2 separate regions of the Mus musculus genome follow, and region 1 is linked to region 2. The links are chromatin contacts, called in public HiChIP or PLAC-seq maps. All regions are on one chromosome and are shown on one strand. Each heading gives the region's core, a stretch centred on a gene start, on an enhancer-like site or on the middle of the called end of the contact. The rest is flanking DNA. Distances are from core to core; before and after follow the strand shown. Region 1 holds the start of Pdc (phosducin). Region 2 overlaps Pla2g4a (phospholipase A2, group IVA (cytosolic, calcium-dependent)).

The links. HiChIP or PLAC-seq counts read pairs in DNA pulled down with a chosen protein or histone mark.
Region 1: a FOXA1 HiChIP or PLAC-seq map of pancreatic cancer cells shows a contact between it and region 2. The contact joins two enhancer-like sites. A contact is called at or near these places in 6 of 39 promoter capture datasets (the C10 cell line, cranial neural crest, embryonic stem cells and 2 more) and 3 of 115 datasets of contacts at active chromatin or transcription factors (embryonic stem cells and pancreatic cancer cells).

What each region holds. Positions count from the first base shown.
Region 1 is chr1:150,319,256-150,326,229 of GRCm38.p6, forward strand. It overlaps Pdc (phosducin), which reads left to right and starts at 162. Exons shown (of 4, transcript NM_001159730.1): 1 at 162-245. 2310030A07Rik (RIKEN cDNA 2310030A07 gene) reads right to left here. Exons shown (of 4, transcript NR_040603.1): 3 at 3,388-3,575; 4 at 1,426-1,665. Within about 2 kb of position 4,191, at least 15 of the 459 cell types and tissues checked have an H3K27ac peak or open chromatin away from gene starts, as enhancers often do. A contact at or near this core is called in pancreatic cancer cells, where this site is marked.
Region 2 is chr1:149,911,693-149,918,973 of GRCm38.p6, forward strand. All of the region lies in intron 3 of Pla2g4a (phospholipase A2, group IVA (cytosolic, calcium-dependent)), which reads right to left. Among named protein-coding and RNA genes, the nearest start is that of Pla2g4a, 46 kb to the right of the region's middle. Within about 2 kb of position 1,484, at least 18 of the 459 cell types and tissues checked have an H3K27ac peak or open chromatin away from gene starts, as enhancers often do. A contact at or near this core is called in pancreatic cancer cells, where this site is marked.

The sequences.
Region 1 (6,974 bases), core at 2,941-5,440, 410 kb after region 2:
GTGCTCCAAGCTCCTTGTGTGTTAGTCTGTTTTGTCCTGCTATTAACAAATATGCCTTGTTAATTCTCTTATGGAAATCCTATTACATGTTCAGAGCTATTTCTGCAAGGGTCATCAATATCCAGGGATCTTAAATCTGAGCTTAACACTGGTCCAAGTTCAAAGGAGTTCAGTGGACAGCGATTCTCACTCCCTGGACATATTCTAGAACACCAGGAACAGAGACCCAAACTGTGAGTCTACAAGTAAGGTTTTTGATAATATATTTTTTAAAGAAATTTGTCTTGTAGGAAATGATTATAATTTCAGTGTTTATATGTTATTGTGTTCTTTTAAAATCTTTCCAACTGACATCAAACGTGCTATAAAGGCAATTACATACTGTTTATGTTTCCCTCCTAAAGCTATTTATGTTGTCATCTCTGTCAAACAAAATTCAGATTAAACACACAAGTGTGAGTCTGGTATTCTGCATGTTTAATATAAGTCCTCATATGGGGAATTAATTCTGAAAGTTTAAATTCTCCAGTTCTCCTGTGAGTGCAAGAAGAACTGAAGGAAAGAGAAGACAACGCTTTTCACTCTGTGTTTGAGAATTTGGCTCTCAGCACATAGAAAGCAGCAAGTCCTCTGTTCTAAAGCATTTTCACTTAATACTAAGGCTTTGTGGACTGCGGGATAAAACAGTCAAAAATGTGCTTCAAGGCTTTTGGATAACAGAACTCATTTCAGGCTGTTGTTTCTTTTTTTTTTTTAAACTTTAAAGTGGAGATAAAAATATCTCCTTCAAATGTCTAAAACTTTGAAGAAATCAAAATGATGCTTCTTAAATATTGAGACCTTGATGAGATTTGCTAAGTTATGTGAAATTTTTCTTTTGATTGATTTCATTTTCCTTCTACTTTGCCCCAATGAACATTATCATTACCAATAAATTTTACTATTTGGGTAATGAACATGTGTATAGTATGTTTTTCCCATTGCTTTGAAACAAAGTTATTTTTAACTTCAAACAGCTTTTCACTACAGTGTTCATTTTTAACTAGTTTCATTTATGCATATATATCCATTATATATGATACATGAAATCACATTATTGTAATTTGCTCCATAGATCATCTAATTCATCAAATTGAGAATTGTCAATTTTTGACAAAATATTTTGTTTAGTGACTAGATTTTATGTTATATTATTATTATCAAAATATCTGGAGAATAATTTATAATATTCATGACAGAATTAAACAATATGTGCTGGAAGTAAATGAGTTTACAAAAATTATATATAACTAAGAAAGATAGCTCCCATAAATTTCTTGGATGGCTGTGATACTTCTATCCTCTCCAGAACAAGATAATGTCTAAAGATTGTAAAAGCAATGCTGGTGTTGATATCTTTTCATTAAGCACAGGAATTTCATTTTACTTCTGAAAGCTCATGTTTATTAAAGTTTTGTGCTGATAATACAGGCTGATGAATATAAAACTGCTGCTTTCCATGTGTTCCTGGTGTCCAAGTTCTTCAAAAGTCATCCTACTCCTTCCTCCTGCCCAGGCTCGTGTGTTCTATTTATAGAGTAGGGAAGAGGCTAAGAACATCTGCTCCACAGCTTCTGATGTTGATGTTTCCATCACAAGTCTTGCATCCGTTGTCACAAACAGTGTCTAGATTCAGGGGGAGGACAGAAGTACATTAGCTAAGGCCGTACTTTATATGTAAAGAAGAGCACAACAGCAACTGTTGACTTCCTGCCGCTTGCTCAGCTCAATGTTCTTACTCACTGCCACTGTTTTAAAGACTGCCTTATATTCCACTCATGCTTACAGTAATTTGTCTTTAAAGAAAACTCTCATTATGATAACAATGAAATGTAAAAGCTCTGCACCACCAAATTAACAAGCAGGATAACTAATGACGGCAACAGAAATACTGGGCGTCTTTACTCTCTAAGCAAAGCCCTATTTCCTTTGTGAACTGAAATGCAGGGAGGAGTTTAAATGGCAGTTGTATGTGGCAGAAGCACAGAAATGAAGACCAATCACTTGACAATTATCAAAATCATTAGAGAATAATTATGCCACACCCCACCCAAACCAGCATTCCTATTTCCTCTTTGCCATTTCATGTACATTTTATTATGCTCCATTCCTCAGTTCAAGATTAATGTTTTATTTTATATGTTCTCAAATGCCTTGCAGCGAATATTGCTTATGAAATATAAATCAAAGTACTTTTATAAAGTACCCAGTCAGTAATGAAATAGGAACATATAAAATAGTTGAGGGGTAAAATATATGATACATGATCTTTGACGGGAAAGATAATTATGTATAAGCAGAACATATAGGCATTGGCTCTTAAATAAAATTTAGATTTGGTTTACTATATAAATTATTAAATTTACTTAGGCTTCAATTTTTTATTATTCAGTAATTAACAAATTATTTTTTACCCCAAACATATTAAGTGACCAATACTAAATACTATATACACTTTACATAATTCCTTGCATTTATTCTCCATACACTTTTTGAAGTAGTTACAATTGTTACTCTCAGTTTTAGGAATGAAACCTAAAGCAAATAGAGTTTTAATGATTTGCCCAAGGTGGTCTAGCTAAAGTTTGGCAGAGCTAGACTTAAATCTAAGTAATCAAGAGTGTAGCACTATGTATGCTCCAATTCAAAGTATTTAAATGCATGGTCCACAGGAAGTCAAGTTCTTCTTTTGAGGAGCAGATACATACCAATAAATTAGAGGGTGATTTTAGAGGCTCACAGAGATGAGGCACAATGTGATCCTGTATAATGAAACTGACCTAAGGGTACATTTTGTGCTACCCCATCTCCTCTTTCAAGTCTAAAATCCTAACCGTGGGCTGGACTGGTAAACAGAAGAGAATATGGCTTTGGGCAAATAATCCCCTCCATCTTTCTGATTTGAAAGAAGAGTTACACAGATCCAGTAGTCCTTATACAATCTTGATGGAGTGTTGTCAAGCCTATTTCAAGTGAAATCAACCAGTAGCTTGTTTTGTTAAGAAATACAAAATGCTTTCTATAGGAGCCCAGTATGACACTGGAGGAGATATTTGTGGCAGGAGTTATCTATCTCAATGAACGAATTACTACTGGTGAGAACATTAGCCTGGCTTAGTTGATCAGATTAGCTCACAGTCACCTTGGAACAGAGAAGCAGACACGTAGGAGATATATGACTAACAATGGGAAAAGGGGAGAAGAGGAACTGTGACAAAGGTGACTGGATGCAGTGTGACTCTCATGGAACACAGAACATGGCATGAAATCCAGCTTTCTTGTGATAGTAAAGAGAAAACAGGAAGTTATGGGTTTTATCCATCTCACGCTTTTGCTAGTTTCAGCCACCTTACTGAATAACTGTTCCTCGAAGACTGGAGAGATGAACCCATGGGTAAAATGCTTGCTGCACAAACATAGAGGTGTGAGTTTGGATCCCTGGCACACACTTAACCAGTGGTGGTGGGCATCTATAATGCCAGCAGCGAGGGAGAGCAGGCAGAGCAGGCCAATCAATCATAGGGCTTCTTAAGCAACTGGAACAAAAGAAAAGCATTCTGATGTCAGCTTGTGCCTCCACATATGTACCCTACACAAGTGAGTGCACTCCCTTTGATTCACACACACACACACACACACACACACACACACACACATGCCTCAGACTGGACTCAGTCGGCCCCTCAACCCGCAAGAGAATCAGGGTTCCGGTATTCAGGTGAGCAAGGAGTCTGCGAAAAGTGACAGACAAACAGGAGAGAACACAAGAGAGTGTTGATCTGAATGTAATTTTTCAAAGCTGAGCATCAGACTTATATTATAGAAGGAGACAAGGAAGTTAAGTGATACATTAAGGTCATCCAAGGTACATGGAGGGTACCTGATGCAAAATGACTTTTACAACAATACAGAGGAATGCATACATAAAAGCTAACAGGAACCAACTGGGATAAAAATCAATGTTAACAACTGGGGTCAAAAACAGCCCCACCTAAGGTCAGTTTATTCTTAGAAGCCAGGGCAAGGGCTTCATGCCCTTGCCATAGTTCCAATTCTAGTCTATGGTATAATCCACCTTCCACTTAGGCCATTGTAAATTCCTGTGTATGGGAGTGAGTCAGCGGTTGTTCTAAGTGTTTACTCTAGTTCCTTCTTAGGCCAAAACCTTCCTTCTTCCTAGGCCATTGTAAATTCCTGTGTATGGGAGTGACTCAGCTGTTCTAAGTATACTTTGTAGACTAGCCCTGAGATTTCTAGCTCTATTCCAGTAAATTGTAATGCCTGATTTCTTTCACTGTCTCTCTGTCAACACTGGAGGCTTTTCATCTGAATGAGTAACATTCTTACAAAAATCAAAGCCCAAGTTTGGCTCAACGATTTCCTAGTATATTGGAACACTGGTGGAGGCTGATCTAACTTAGCTATATGTCAAAAATCATTCCTTAGAGGCACTTATAATAAAACAATATTGAAGGAAAGCAGACAGATCCATTCACCGACTAACACAATGACAAGTTTGGTGCATTCCTGATATGGGATGCCAAGGCTTTAGAAGACTAAGTTTCCGTGAAACTTTTTGCTTCGGGACTTCATCCAAGCTTTTGGGCCTGCCACGCAGTATTTACTGTAGTGGGTGTGGCACACACAGACACACACACCACAAACTTGTACATAAACAAAGAAAGAGATGGACAGACAGAAGTAGTTCTTTAATTCTATCACAGTTAGTAAATACATTTAAATTTTTTTATTAATTAAGTAAGTATAATAGGAGCTTTAGTTCAGTCAGTAGAGCACTTGCCTACTATACAGAAAGCCCTGGTCTCAATTTATACACCTGCTTCTACACAGCACACAGGGGAAGAGAAAGACAGGGAAATCAAAAGTTCAAGCTAATCCTCAGATACAGATCAAGTTCCAGGCTAACCTGGGATGCATAAGATCCTGTCTCAAAACCAACCAACAAGGAAGCAAGCAGGCAAGCAAACAAACAGTATTCTAACAGACCAACATTAACAAGAAGCAGGGTCACAGATTTTTACATCTCGCTAAGATGCAAAACTCAATAACTCTTTCAGACAGTAAATGTTGATGAAGTTAGCATTTGTATTCTGTCTTCTTGCTCCACTTTAACATCAATTTCCAGTCACATAAAAACATTCTCATTGGCATCAAAGGCTTATAATAATATCATTGTTAATTAAAAATCCATTACTCATACAATTTCAAGCCAAATGTTGATTTTATTTTATTTTATTTCTTTCTTTCTTTCTTCCTTCCTTCCTTCCTTTCTTCCTTCCTTCCTTCCTTCCTTCCTTCCTTTCTTTTTTTGTTTTAAGGGTGGGCAGTTCGAGACAGGATTTCTCTGTATAGTTCTGACTGTCCTGGAACTCACTCTGTAGACCAGGCTGGCCTCAAACTCAGAAATCCACCTGCTTCTGCCTCCCAAGTGCTGAGATTAAAGGCGTGCACGACCACAGCCCAGCTATTGTTTTCAAAACAGGGTTTCTCTGTGTAGCCCTGGCTGTCCAGGAATTCACTCTATAGACCAGGCTGGCTTAGAACTCAGAGATCTGCTTGCCTCTGCACCCTGAGTGCTAGGACTAAAGGCATACACTACCACTGCTTGACTCAAATGCTGATTTTTTTTAACTAACAATACTTAAGATAAATTTTAGTTTATACAACAGACACATTTATTTTCTTTTAAACACATTTTTATTATTCATACAAAATTATTGCATTTACATAATTTACATCATTTTAACCCCACACTCTCCCCTCTCCGGTTCATCCTATGTGTCTCTCCATTCTCTCTCAGCTTGATGGGCTCTTATTCTTTAATTGTGATAGATAGATAGATAGATAGATAGATAGATAGATAGATAGATAGATAGATAGATCCTACTAAATCAGTTTAATATATATATCAGAGGGCTTGTCCCTGTAGAAAACCAATTTTTCCCTATCTTAGCAGTCATTAATTGCCTGTAGCTCTTTATCTAGGGGTGAGGGGGTCTTACAATATTCCCCCTTTTACAATCAATATGGTAACTGGCATTGTCATTGTTCAGGCCTTGTTTAGAAAATATTTATTTTCTGTGTATCAGGATACATTATTTTTGAATATCAATGTAACTGCTTGTATGATGCCAATGTAAATTTACTACATTAGATTATTTGGGATACCAGCAAGTCCTAGAGGAGGTGGTAGAGGGGGAATTACTATGAATAAAAATGAACCTATCAATAGTGAGTGATATTCATTTTATGCTGTCTTCTACAGAGACCATGAATACTAAAAACAAACGTTTCCATGTTTCAATATTTTTCTTCTAATTGTTTACACTTTTTCTGGCAGTAAACCATAGAAAACTTTGTTAATTTTTATACTCTAACTCAAAGAAAGGCAGTCCAATTGGCTTATGTGTTAGCATTAGTGAAAACTCTACCAAAATATTTTTCTTTTTAAACAAAATTCACATCCCAGAGAACTATCCAACACAGTCTAACATAAGTATACACTAATTCAATAATTAGACCTAAAAATGAATAACCTAAGATTGACAATTAAGCTATTAAAAATAATAAATCAAGAAGGAAGCTATAGTTCTGTGTCTTCAATACTTGAAGTAGAATTATTTAAATGTTCTTAGTTTTATACATATTTATTTAGAATTATAGATAGCCAAATTAATAATCTACTCTTGCATAAGAAAAGGCTAATTAAGTTACTGTTTTGTTTTGGTTTTTACTAGAACTTAAGAGGCAATTGAAATAATAAACTATGTTTCAAGTTCTTTATTCTTTGCTTTTACTTTGAAGAAAAAACAGGTCATGTTTCTTTAGAAATAAAAATGGTTTTATATAATTGTAGTCATTATATTTCTTTTCTTAAACCAACAGTATTTACATATTTCCCTTTCATTTTTTCT
Region 2 (7,281 bases), core at 234-2,733:
AGTATTTTGATATATCCAAGGAGCTGTAAAAACAAAAAATAACTTCTAAGGATGGAGATGTGATACTAGGTGATATTCCAACTATATCTTTGTAATATTTAATTAGCCATTCCAGTTCTACACAACTCTAAAAACATAACAGTTTTTTATTTTCAGGAAAAAACTTTAAAACATTAAAAATAATATGCTAGACATGTTTATACAAATGTTTAAAACTTTAGAGTCATGGGGCTATTTTATTCAACACAGATATTTTAAGAAAGTATTTTGGGAACTTAAGAAAGGTTAATCTCATTTTTTAAAAAATTTAATTCCTTTACATTTTAATCACAGCCTTTTAAAACTTTTTCAGCAAAAAATAGAATGCTTTTAGTCCATGCAAAGAAGACTGAGAACATAACTCAACTGTAAGAGAGATTTGGAAAATAAGCTTTTGTTCTCACTTGACTGAACATGGGCCTTTCAAAGTATAGATAAAAGTAAAAGCAGGAACACAAGGATGCTCCCGTATGAGACAGGAGTGATGAGGGCCAAAATGAGTAATGATGGCTGAGCCTTCAAAGCAGCACATGGGCTGGGTGCAGGGATCCCTACTGGGACAGAAAATGAACTTTCTCTTCGATGCCACCTATATACACCTATACTGCTGTAACCCTCTTCTTCGTACTCTATTGAATAAAGGGTGAAATTCTCTAAACTGGGTGAAATCCCACCTAGCCAAGGTTATTGAAATAGACAATGGTATTGTTAACTGAACCCCTAAGACTTAAATTAATACACACACACACACACACACACACACACACACACACACACACAAAACTCTTCAAATTTAAGTGCAGAGGAAAATGCCTAAATGGACTCCTAAAGTTACTTGAAAATTCACATAGAATGTGTCATTCTAAGCAGAAGAGGAAAACATTCCACTTTAGCACTTTAGCACCTGGTACTTCTCCATGCCTAACACGTTCTCTTCGTTGTCACATAGAGCGAAGACATGTGAGATAAACATGTTAGGAGACACTTGACTCATCTTGAAATTATCTCCTCTGAAATGACCGCTGGGGAATAATTTCATTAGATTTAGAGCCCTTTAAACTTTTGGGTGGACTCAAAAACATTCCAAACATATTAGTAAACTCTTAAAAAACTCATATTCAGTCATAACCTAAAGGCTGACCCCAGAGAAAGAAATTACCAAATACACACATCAGGGCAGCAGATAGGAAAGAGCAAGGTTAGTCAGTTCCAAAGAATAAGATTTGAAATTCTGTAATTAAAGTACATAATTACTAATAAAAATCTCTATACTGTGTGCTTCAGAAAACGTCTAATAAAATGTGGACAGAAATAACACAGACATTTATAATCTGGACAGGAGGAGTAACATAAAGCTATTTTTCCAATCCTCTCCTCACTGAGGCAGCAAAAAGAGGCTCATGAATTTGATTTATTTCCCCAGTACTCCTTAAGCTCTTAGTTGAGATGTTTGAGAGTATTTACATTTTTTATGTGGATACAGGAAATGGTTCCACAACAACAGGCAGTGTATCGAGCACACAGATAAGTAACTCAATGCTAACTGAAATGTTCACATTTCCAAGACAAGGTAAACAAAGTCAGAGGGAGGGCGTGTAGGTTGTCTAGAAACAGGGCGCTTGTGTAGGGGAATCACTAGGACTTTGTGGTCTTTTGAAGAGGCTTTAACTAGGTGGACTTAAAGGAGGAATTTAGGTTGATGCTTTAAAAACAAGACTGGAAAAGGTGAGTGGGGAGATGGCTCAGTAGGTTGAAAACAAAAGCATTTTGTGCAGTTGTGGTGATGTAATTATGGATCCTCAGAACACATAAAGTCAGGCAAGCCGCTAAGTGTCACAATGTCCTCACAGAAAGAAGGAGAATTCCTGGAAGCTTGTATGTCAGGTAGCCAGGATCTGAAGCTATGAACAAGAGCTGATCAAACAAGGTGGAAAGTATAACTGACTGACACTTGTGGAGCTCTATGACTACACATACGGGCTGTGGTATGCATGCAAAACATTAACACACATGAGCATACGTTTGTATTTTACACACACACACACACACACACACACACACTATTTTAAAACCAGTTGTAAAAAAGATGGCAATCTTTCCTGAAATTCACCTGAGTTTTAACTTTCTTGCTTTCCAAAGGGTTAGAAAAACACATGAAACTCAAGAAGAACAAAGACCAAAGTGTGAACACTTCACCCGTTCTTAGAATTGGGAACAAAACACCCATGGAAGGAGTTACAGAGACAAAGTTTGGAACTGAGATGAAAGGATGGATCATCTAGAGACTGCTGCACCCGGGAATCCATCCCATAATCAGCCTCCAAATGTGGACACCATTGCATACTCCAGCCAGATTTTGCTGAAAGGACCCTGGTATAGCAGTCTCTTGTGAGGCTATGCCGATGCCTGGAAAACATAGCAGTGGATGCTCACAGTCAGCTATTGGATGGATCACAGGGCCCCCAATGGAGGAGCTAGAGAAAGTATCCAAGGAGCTAAAAAGATCTGCAACGCTATAGGTGGAACAACAATATGAACTAACCAGTACTCCCAGAGCTCGTGTCTCTAGCTGCATATGTATCAGAAGATGGCCTACTTGGCCATCATTGGGAAGAGAGGCCCCTTGGTCTTGCAAACTTTATATGCCCCAGTACAGGGAGCACCAGGGCCAAGAAGTGGGAGTGGGTGGGTAGGGGAGCGGGGGGTGGGGGGTGGAGGGTATGGAGGGCATTCGGAATAGCATTTGAAATGTAAATGAAGAAAATACCTAATAAAAAATTGGAAAAAAAAAGAAAGCTATGCTCTCACCCACTGTGTGGTAGCCATGGGTCTGTGCTCAACATCATTATCCTATGGAGGTTCACAAGTGCTCTTTATTGTTATACAAACTAAGAAGAAGTCTTCCCTTAGGGATTTCATTTCCTGACAAAAGCAGAAGGCCAGGATCCATAAAACCATGGACCTGAAGATGGAAGCCAGTGATGTCATCATCAATGCTTGCTGCAGGCTTTCCTTCTGCACTATAGGAAATTCTAAACACCTAGAATTCTTGTAGTTTCTTAGGGAAAGGGGGAGACCACCCACACTCATTACCTTTAATGAGTTGGGGCTTGGTCTTAAGTTTGCTTTTTCTTGCTATGGTCAAAGACCAAGACCAAAAGCAACTTGGGGGAGAAAGGTCTCATTTCATTTCCTACTTATTTCAGTCCATCACAAAGGGAAGGCAGGGCAGGAATCTAAAGGTGGGAACTAAAGCAGAGGCCATAGAGGAATGTTGCTTCCTGACTTGCTCACAATGGCTTGCTTTATAACATGACCTGGAATCACCTGTGCAGTGGTTCCCATATGACCTCAACTTGTGTTAAACTGACCAAAACAGACCCAAAGTCAAACCCAAAGTGAATTAGAAATGTGCTAATTGAGTGTTGCTTTCCCTGAGTGTGAGCATAAAAAGTCACACGAGCACTCATTGGTGTGTTAAGAATGATTGATAGCTAGAATGCAAAATATACAACACAGTAGATTCAAGACTCACTGAGCATTTGCAAATATTGTATGCTTAATAATCACTTTGTAAATGAACATGTAGTTAAAACTAATTTTAGAGGCATTTCGATCATTATTTCTGGAACGTCATAGGTGTTTGGTCTGCATTGTTTAAGTGCCAATTCAGAATTGTTGCTGATTCCTGCTAAGTGAGCATCTATCTCCCTTGAAGATGGAAGTGGAGCTTTAGAGTATCTCTTTTCTCAGAAGCTAGTAAAATCAAGGCATACCATGAATGTCCATAAAAGCTCTTCCATGGCACTAAAGAAATGGCTCAGCTGTCAAGAATACTTGCTGTGAATTCCTGATGCCTGAAGCTGAGATCAAAACTATGCAGGGAGTCAGGTCCCCTGCATACATCTCTAAGTCCACATTTAAGAGGGGCAGAGACAGGACAATTAATAGGGCTTTCTGGCTTTTGGCTTAGCCAAGAAAATGCAATCTCTTAGTTCTAAAAGACCCTCTGCTGCAAAGGAAGAAGTGGAATAAATAGAGGAGGACATCTGACACCTTCTTCTAACCTCCACAAGGGCACAAGCACAAACACACATGCAGGCACACAAGAATACATATATACATACGTACAAATCTTCAAAAACACATTTATGTTCTGATAGTAAACTTGATTTTGCACCTCATATTCTCTGGCAATTTGTACAAATGATGATATTTATTTAAATTTTACACAGACAACACATTCTTAACAAGATTTGCCTTGTCTCAACCAAAGCTACTTGCAGAGGTAAATAAAACAATGTTTATAATGCTGCAGTGGTTAAAAGCAGAGGAAATACCAGGCAAATATAATATAGTCACCAACTAAGAGGAAGGAGCATTAAGCACTAGGAATCCCTTGGGGTAGGGGATGCAGCGCTTAGGTGCTTGGGAATATTCATGTGTATACAGGACCTGACAAAAAGGTGACCATTTGAGTTTGAGTAGGCACTGAGGTCCTTGGAGTAATAAAAAGAAACAATGCATTTTTGCTACTAGTAAACTGGATTAATCATGGTTCCAGTCTAATGAATTTCAGGGTCAAAGAATGGAATTGTGATGCAGGATTCAAATCTCTGTGTTTGTTTCTGTTAGTCTTCTAGGTGAAAATGCTGTGAGTCATGGAATTGGGCAGTCTTCATAGGAATTAGAAAGCAAAATAAAGGTGGTAAGGGGCTTATGGTATTTGTTTTAATAAGTACAAGCAGTAAAAACTAAAAACACTTGGACTTTTACTCCACTATTCAATATTGAAGCTGTACACGTAAGGAAGACTGAAGACCAACAGAAGCATCCTGCCTGCTGAAAGTGCTCAATGGATCGTCCATGCCTACATCACTCACATGCTTGATCTTCATCTCCTTGATGAAACTTCTCAATTTTCAATAAAATTTTCTGGTAATCATGTGAATACTATGACCCTGTAAACATGTACATATCTCTCTTAAATTGTTTTGTTCTGTTTAAAAGTCCTCATTAAGCTCTGCTGTCTCCTGAGCAATGAAAAGGAAGGCCTACCTATGATTCTATAAGTATCTTTAGAAGCCCTGATATTTTCGGGGTAAAATCCTCAGGGGAAAGTTCTCAGTGTCCAATAAAGAGGCCAAGAAGAGCCTTAAGAGTTTGTATGCTATAACATATCTGGAGTTCCAGCACTGGGAAGGTTGAGGCAGGAGGAGTTCTGTAATGAGTTCAAGGTCAGCCAGGGCTACATAGCCCTGTCTCAATAACAAATAAACACAAAATCCTCTTCCATAGACACCAACAATAATTACATATTAAAATCTCTACATTAGTTTTTAAAGACCCCCTTGAACAAAGCCCAGTAGAACCGTTGTCTCATCTCTTCACAGAGAATTAAGCTTGGCTTTACCTGCATCTAAACTCTAGAACTGATCTCTGCTGTCCCATGACTTATGTATTCACTGGCACTTTTTAAAATTAAGAAGTAAGAACTCAGTACAGGAACTCAAATAGTTTTGCTCAGCTATGTGTTTGGTTCCACAATTAGTTCACCATCATGGTTCTGTTGACATAGGGAGAACTTACTGAAATCCTGCCACCAGTGTAGCCAGTTCTAACAGGTACAACTTCTGTGAGAAGAGTCATGGAATAAATGTCATACCCACCAAAACTCAGCTCCCAACCTATGCATTCATGCTGCCTGTTCCATGTGACATGTAAGATAACTGACTATGACTTCAAAATAAGAGTATATCAATTTAATTCAACTACCTATTTTAGAAATGAGAGTATGGTGATGATCTTTAGCCAGGTGAAAATTTGAACTTTAAGCTGCATTTCTATCAACCTTGATCACACTGATGCAGAATGTGTTTCGTTCTGGGACATTAGATACAAACAATGCTCAGTAGTATCAACATTTAATGCTTCTAAGGTCATCAGCCATGCCCAAAAGAGACTGACAACTATCTTGTTCTTGTTTGACCAGAACCCTAAGGCAAAAAGCCACAAATGAGGATGGGTTATGATTAAAATGTCAGTTTGGAGTAGGATGTGGTGACATACACCTGTCATTCCAGCAGCAAGGAGGCTGATAGAAGAGGGTACCAAGTTCAAGGCCAGCCTGGTTGCATGGTGAGTTCCAGGTCAACCTTGTCATTAACCTCATTTAGAACAACAGTTAGCTGTTCAGTAATTTTATGAGCTATGTTATAATCCCTAAAAACATAGCTTATGGGATGCCTCTTTTACTATGACACTTAGACAATACATAAGGCCATTTCCAAGTATAGCTATTAAGAATGGGATAATTTGCCAGTAGATAAAGTAAAAACAAGTATGAAGTTTGTATTATCTAAAAACAAAGCCTATTCAGATACAGAATCAGCTATCCAATATGCAGCCTCCTTGGGAAAGACCACCATACAAAAGCAACATGATAGTAGTCTCTCCATTTATCCACATGGAGAATTTAATGGAAACTTGTTTTTAAATATAGACACCAGAAAACAGAATAGGGTATAGGGTTCTGCTATCTTGACTTTCTAGTTCTTAGATATTTGTAGTAGCTATATGGTTCTCAAATACTTTTGACAGTTTCCTATACTGACCTGTTTGCTAAGAGTTATTGTAAGCAAATTTGCTACATTTGGCTAACTTGTTAATCTGCACAGCTCCAGTTCACCAGCACTTATCTAAGATAAGGATCTTTTCTCACTGTAGCCTTTCCTCACTGTAGCCTCATGCAGCTTCTAAAACTTGAGGCCTTGGCCTTGGGTATTGCCTTTTCTTTTTCGGCAAACTTGCCATGAAGCTTGTTTGCTGCTTGGTGGCAGCGGTGGCAGCAATGAAGGCAGTGGTGGTGGTGGTGGTGGTGGTGGTGGTGGTGGTGGTGATGGTGGTTGGGTTTGGGTTTTGTTCTTTTTGTTCCCTCTGTTCCTCCTCCTTGTGTATTCCTACTTCTGTCACATCATTACCTGATACTAGAAGCTGGCAACAATGTCTCACCCCTTTAAAAATGTAGTCAAAAAGCTAGCCATCCTTCTTCTATACCAACATGTAGAGCTAACATTTTCTTTTCAAATAAATGCAGGAAGCATAAAATGGAAATGTGGTGGGGCTGGAGACATATCTGTGCAATTAAGAGCACTTATTGCTTTTGTAAGCTTGGTTCCCAGCACCCACAGTTCCAGGGAAGCACACCTCCTCTTCTAACTTCTACAGACACATGCATACACA